Regions from separate parts of the Mus musculus genome. Here region 1 is linked to region 2. Evidence: chromatin contacts called from public targeted proximity ligation data. All regions are on one chromosome and are shown on one strand. The core of a region is the stretch at or near the end of the contact, and the rest is flanking DNA. Distances in the headings are between cores, read along the strand shown. Region 1 has its middle 37 kb from the start of Gda. Region 2 has its middle 96 kb from the start of Gda.

Region 1 (3,443 bases), core at 185-2,684, 130 kb before region 2:
TCTTACTTTTAAAATGATTTTTTAGTGCATACTCCTGAGTTTCCAGATGTGCTATCATATCTGCTCCAAATAACAATAGTTCAGATTTGCTGTTATTTTTATTACTCTTATTTTATTTAATGCTGATAGTAACCCCAAAATAAAATAAGAAAGACATCCCTCTTTTTCTGATAAACCTGGCCTTGAAGCCCAATCTCTTGAAGCCTTCTCAGGACCAAGGGCCTTTCCTCTCATTGATGTCCAACAAGGCCATCCTCTGCTACATATGCAGCTGGAGCCATGGGTCCCTCCATGTGTACTCTTTGGTTGGTGGTTTAGTGTCTGGGAGCTCTGGGGGTACTGGTTAGTTCATATTGTTGTTCCTTCTATGGGGCTGAAAGTTCCTTCAGCTCCTTTCGTCCTTTCTCTAGCTCCTCCATTGGGGACCTTGTGCTCAGTCCATTGGTTGGCTAAGAGCATTCACCTCTTTGTTAGATACTGGCAGAGCCTCTCAAGAGACAGCTATATCAGGCTCCTGTCAGCAAGCACTTGTTGACATCCAAAAACTCCACCAGAGAACTCCTACAGCTAATAAACAACTTCAGCAAAGTGGCCAGATATAAAATTAACTCAAACAAATCGGTAGCCTTCCTATACTCAAGGATAAGCAAGCTGAGAAAGAAATTAGGGAAACGACACCCTTCACAATTGTCACACACAATACAAAGTATCTTGGTGTGACTCTAACCCAACAAATGAAAGATCTGTATGACAAAAACTTCAAGTCTCTGAAGAAAGAAATTGACGAAGATCTCAGAAGATGGAAAGATCTCCCATGCTCATGGGTTAGCAGGATAATATAGTAAAAATGGCCACCTTGCCAAAAGCAATCTGCAGATTCAATGCAATCCCTATCAAAATTCCAACTCAATTCTTCATAGAGTTAGAAAGAGCAATTCTCAAATTAATCTGAAATAACAAAACACCCAGGTTTGTGAAAACTATTCTCAACAGTAAAAGCACCTCTGGGGGAATCAACATCCCTGACCTCAAACTGTACTACAGAACAATAGTGATTAAAAAAACCTGCATGGTACTGGCACTGCGACAGGTAGGTAGATCAATGGAATAGAATTGAAGATCCAGAAATGAACCCACACACCTATGATCACTTGATTTTTGACAAAGGAGCTAAAACCTTCCAGTGGAAAAAAGACAGCATTTTCAACAAATGGTGCTGGTTCAACTGGTGGTTAGCATGCAGAAGAATGCAAATAGATCCATTCCTATCTCCTTGTACAAAGATCAAGTCCAAGTGGATCAAGGACCTCCACATAAAACCAGATACACTGAAACTAATAGAAAAGAAAAGTTACTGTGCTTAATAGAGGTCCATATCTTGCTGTACTTGGCTCTTGTATACAAGGCTAAGTGAACTCCCTCGGAAGACCACAAGGTGGAGTGTGGAGAGAGCCTGGGCAGCTTTTCTGATCAGTAGCATGAACCAGAGCTTGTGTGGAGCCATCTAGCACACCTCTCCCTGAAATAAGAGACGGGTTAAGTGGATGAGACTTGGGGTCCAAAATGTTTCTCGGATATTCTTCAGACATGTATGCACTTACAAATACACAACAAGGCTGTCTATAGATGCATACATTTCTATACATGAATCATGTAACTTACACAAATATGAAATCATGCAGTCCATGCTGTTTGGCAACTAGCTTGCTTCTCTTGTGGACACAGATCTAATCTTGTAGCTACACAGACACCTTCATCTTTTTAAGCTCTGTAGGAGGTGCCAGAAAGATTTCTGTCTGCTGCAGTTGTGTTTCTTTACTTATGAAAAGAAAATGACTCTTGTCAAAGAAAAGATTTCCATGCCTCCACATCTAATGAAGTATGTGTGTGGTATATTTGTGTGTATATGTGTTTGTGTGGTGTGTATGTGTGCATTCACATGTGTATGCCTGTATATATATGTAGGATGGGTGTGTATGTATATGTGTTAGTGGTGTGTGTATTTTGTGCATGCACGAGTCTGTGGGTACACATTCGTATGCATATGCCCATGAAAACACCATAAAAAGATGTTGGATGTCTTCCCTTGTGGATCTCCACTCTGAGGTAGGCTCTTTCCCTGAACTGGATGCTCAATGTTTCATCCAGACTGGCTCACTAGTTAGCCCCCCAGGACCCAGCTGTGCCTGCTCCCATGGGCATGCACCCGTGACCAACTTTTATGTGGACGTTGGAAATTGAACTCAGGCCTGCACGCTTCTATAGCAAGTGTTATTACTCACTGAGCCACAGTGAGTTCATTTCCCCACACATCTAATGTAGACATCCCTTGCTGTCATCTTCCTTGATGTGTGTTCTTTGTCGTTCTTATGGGGTGTATTTTCTTTGCTCCAAGCTACATAGCTTTAAAAGAATCGAGTCATGATTATAAGATAGAACAAGGTTCATTTTTTTTCTTGCTTTTTTTTAAAAAGTTTTTTTTTTCAAGCTGCCTGTCCTTGGATTTTCTGAAAGCAGGGGAAAAAAGCTCAAAAATGTTTAACTTGATGTTTGAAGAGGATATCTACTAATTATAGTTTGCAGGCATGTGCAACAAAATAACACACATGTGGATTACAGCACTTGGCACTCTGCTCACTCTGAGTGAAGTAGGCTATGATTAGTTGAGAATTATGTGGGTAGGACACAAATGAAGGGATTGTAACAATTAAGTGAAAAGACGTCGTTTTCTTCTTTTCATGTCAGTACATTTTAACGCCTTTCAGAAGCCAATCTCACTTAATTGAAATCGCTACAGGAGACTTAGGAGTACCTGTTCCAAGCTTTTAGTAACTTGTATAATTTGGAGCTGACACTGGGGACCAAGATTACAAAGCATAATGTTTATGTTGGTTAGGATGCAAAATGGACAGAGAAGAATGGAATCTCAGACACCTTGGGTTCTGGATGCCATAGCAAATTCATGTAGAACAACTGGTTTGATGGGACTTTTTCATGTCTCATCTGAGGGAGGGGACATATAAGGTCAAGCTGCTGGCAGACTCGGTGTTCTGCTGTGCCTTCTCTTTCTGGCTTATAGACAGTGGCTTCTCACAGTATCTCCACATGGGAAACCAAGGGCACTCTGCTGCCTCTGTCTGTAGTGGCCTTAATCCCATTGTAGGGGTGCTACCCTCAGTACTTCATCTACAATATGAACTGTCACACCTAGTCAATGTGGTGCTGGGGATCCAAGCCACAGAACCTCATGTGTGCTAGAATAACACTTTGTCATGCATTTCTCATATTAGCATAAAGACAAAATAAATTACAAACAAAATACTAAGTAAGATGTAAAACCCATAAAACTTAAATTATGTTGACCAGAGACGATATTTTTCTCACAGTGAATTGGGCAGATTAACTGGAAAAACACCAAAAGTATTTACTAGTAATTTCTATCG
Region 2 (3,570 bases), core at 536-3,035:
ATTTTACATGACATGATTGAAGTCTAAAGAAACCATAGCTCACTCGAAGCATGTGTGAACTCTTCTGCTCTTCGTGTCTTGATAAAATGTCATACTTAAAAATATTTTTAGGATACAAATTTATGGGGCTGGAGAGAAGGCTCAGTGGCTAGGAGTCCTGGCTGCTTTTCCAGAGGGCCGAGGTTCAATTCCTAGCACAGCTCACAACCATCTGTAACTCCGGTTCTAGGGGATCCAACACCCTCTTCTGGCCTCTGAACTCAGGCGATGCACGCATATACATGCAGACAAAACACCACTACACATATTAAAATAAAAAAAAGAACCAATTTATACATTTGCTTAGGTGGCAATTACCTAGTTCTTCAGGATCTCATTGTAGCTTTGACTGATGGGGTCTCCTGCTCCCTTCCATGTGGTAAATGTGCTAGGAACTAGTCACTCATGATAGAAGCCTGGGGGAGTGAAGAGATACAAAGGTCACTAGATGCCACTTACAGAGTAAGTAACTAGTAAGGACAAATTCAGCTGAGGAATGACCAGGTCCATTTGTAAAAGCAGTCACTGTTTTGAAGATGACTCCATGAACCAAAGACTACTTGTAAGACTGGAGAAATTTTCCCAGTCAGCAAGACATGAATGATAAGAGGACATTTGACCCTGTACTGACTGGTTTTGTGTGTCACCTTGACATAAGCTGGAGTTATCACAGAGAAAGGAGCCTCCCTTGAAGAAATGCTTCCATGAGATTCAGCTGTAAAGGCATTTTTTTTTTCAATTAGTGATCAAGGGTGGGAGGGCCCATTGTGGGTGGTGCCATCCCTGGGCTGGTAGTCCTGGGTTCTATAAGAAAGCAAGCTGAGCAAGCCAGGAGAAGCAAGCCAGTAAGAAACATCCCTCCATGGCCTCTGCATCAGTTCCTGCTTCCTGACCTGCTTGAGTTCCAGTCCTGACTTCCTTAAGCGATGAACAGCAGTATGGAAGTGTAAGCTGAATAAACGCTTTCCTCCCTAACTTGGTCATGATGTTTGTGCAGGAGTAGAAACCCTGACGAAGACAGGCCCCATTTGACACTGTAGGGAAAGACAAAGCTGGGCCATGGAATGGATCTTCTGTGAGCATGCCAAGGCCTGACTGTGAGGCACATTGCTGTGGAGAGGCTAGTGAAGGACCCAGTCAGTTACAATCCATGAAGTATTGTCTAAGACACTTAGACACTGTTAGTATAGCATTAGAACCCAAGGTTCTGTGTACCTCTGGAGGCCCTTCAATGCTATGTACTACCCAGACTAACTAAATGCCAACAAGCAGAGGAGCGTCAAATGCAGGGACATTCCAGGACCTCTATAAGATGAAGCATCTCTGTTTCTGAAGACACTTGGACAGCTCAGAAGGTGAGGCTCACCCAAGGGTGTGACTACTAAGTGTTATGCCCAGACTTTAGAGCCCCCCCAGACTGCCAAAGATCTCCAGGAGTCTAACTTGTGTGCAAAAGCAAAGAGTCTTTATTCAAGGTTGAGCTGAGGCCTCTCCAACCTTTCCAGTGCATGGGTATGGAAGATGCTAAGCTGGTATCAGTCTTGCTTTTTATACAGTTTAAGCTGGGTAAGGGGCTTTTCAACTTGGTAGTTACATGATTGGTTGACATTTCCGAAAGCATAGCTTGCATAAAATTTTAGCTAGCACCATAAACTTTAATATAACATGAGTCATTTGTCCTGGGCATGACACTAGGCATTTCCCCTTATCAAGGGTGGAGTGGCTGTAACTTGGGGGTGTCTTGGTTCCTGGAACAAGCTGTGGTTTTTCCAGTTACTGAGTTCAAACTGAGGACAAGCTGGACATGAGATGGAGTTTGAACATAAGACATAATTAATTGGCTGGGTCCTTCTCTAGCTTCCTCCACAGCAATGTGCCTCATGACCAGGCCTTGGCATGCTCACAGAAGATCCATCCCACTCCATAACATGGCTTTGTCCTCCCCTACTGTGCCAATCTGGGACAAAAGTGGGACAGCACTCATATCTGGCTGGTCTTCTGCTGTAGCTAGCAGAGTTTCCAGGTGCCAAATGCACTACAGCTATCAGAGGACATTCTACTTGTATAACGATTAAAGAAAAGGTAGATGACTCTGTTACAGAACCCAGTTCCCAACCTGCTGCTGGCATGGTTTGGAGGCCAGGCTCCTTTAGGGTTGGAAGTAGAATACTGCAGAGTCACAGGCTTCGTTATAGTTGACTGTAGTCCATGGGATGTTGACAACTGGGAGTTGAGAGCAGTGCCCTGGGAGGGCAGGGAGACCTAATTACCACAAAAAAAATGTCTTCCCAGTCAGCTGGTCCATATGCTTGCTTCAAACATGCCCACTCCCCTAAAGTCTCTCAGAGACTTCGGCATAGGACATTCTAATTGTTATCATAGCAACATGCCAGCATATTTAAGGAGAAAAATATTAGCCAAAATGTTTTCTGATGCTGGGCATGAGAGCGTACTCATGTAGTCCCAGCTCTTTTGGAAGCAGGAACAGGAAGGCCATAAGATCCCAACCAGTCTTATTAAGACCCTGTTTTATTCTTGACAAATAAAACAAAAATATGTTATAACAGGCTGTAACAAAATAGTAAAATAGTTGCCTACTGTGTACAAGGTTCTAGGTTCAATTCTAGAAACAACAACAACACATACACACACCCCCGCCCCCCCCCCACACAGATTTTACCATTTGGTCTAAGTGTAGTGTAATTGGTTAAGCAAAATATACACCAAGTTGTGAACCCTCCTTTTCCAAATGAGGAAAACCACGTCAAAAGAATAATCATGTAAGAGTTTTATGCCAATTTGGAAATGTCCATAAAATATTATATTAACATTAAGTTAAAATTCAAGTAATTTTTAAAAAAATTGTAAGTGGCTGGGCATAATGGCTCGTAAATACATTCTATCACTCAGAACACTGAGGCAGAGGAGAGTCACCAAAAGTTTGAGGCCATCCTGGTCTACATAAAGTTCCAGGTTAGCCTAAACTACAGAATGTGATCCTGTCTCAACAAACAGAAACACAAAAAATATGAACAACTTCTGGTTATTTGGGGGAAAAATTGTACAGCTTCTATCATGGAGTAATTTTCCTCAATTCATCAAATCCATAAATATCAGAAAATGTTAAATTATCCTTTAAAAATCAGTCAAAGGATAGGAGCCGTGCATTCGCAGAAGAAACGCGGTGAACTCTTTGTAAGAAATGCTGTTCATCTTTGCTAATAACAGGCGCCACTGTGGTTATAGTTCTTCAAACCCATAAAATATCAATCTTATATGTGGCCTTTCAATATAATGAATTATTTCTCTGTTGGTGACATGACCCAATTCAAGCCAGATTAGAGTATACAGAAAGGCAGGTTTATTGGGAAACCCACTCTCTGCTCACTGGTCCCAAGGACAAGACCAAGGAAGTCTCCATGAGGATAGAGACAGAGGGGACGAGGAGGAGAAAGAGAGAGGAGAGAGAAAGAGGAGAGGGGAGATAGAGGGGAGAGAGAAGGAGGAGAGGAAGGGCGGGGGAGGGAGGAA

The links.
Region 1: a targeted proximity ligation map of bone marrow-derived dendritic cells shows a contact between it and region 2, with 7 times the contacts expected there. A contact is called at or near these places in 1 of 39 promoter capture datasets (liver), 140 of 484 Hi-C or Micro-C datasets (3T3-L1-derived adipocytes, the 63-12 cell line, the AML12 cell line and 77 more) and 18 of 130 datasets of targeted methods (the 230-238 cell line, the G1E-ER4 cell line, the NIH/3T3 cell line and 13 more).

The regions. Positions count from the first base shown.
Region 1 is chr19:21,508,317-21,511,759 of GRCm38.p6, reverse strand. No RefSeq gene overlaps it. Among named protein-coding and RNA genes, the nearest start is that of Gda, 37 kb to the right of the region's middle.
Region 2 is chr19:21,375,291-21,378,860 of GRCm38.p6, reverse strand. No RefSeq gene overlaps it. Among named protein-coding and RNA genes, the nearest start is that of Gda, 96 kb to the left of the region's middle.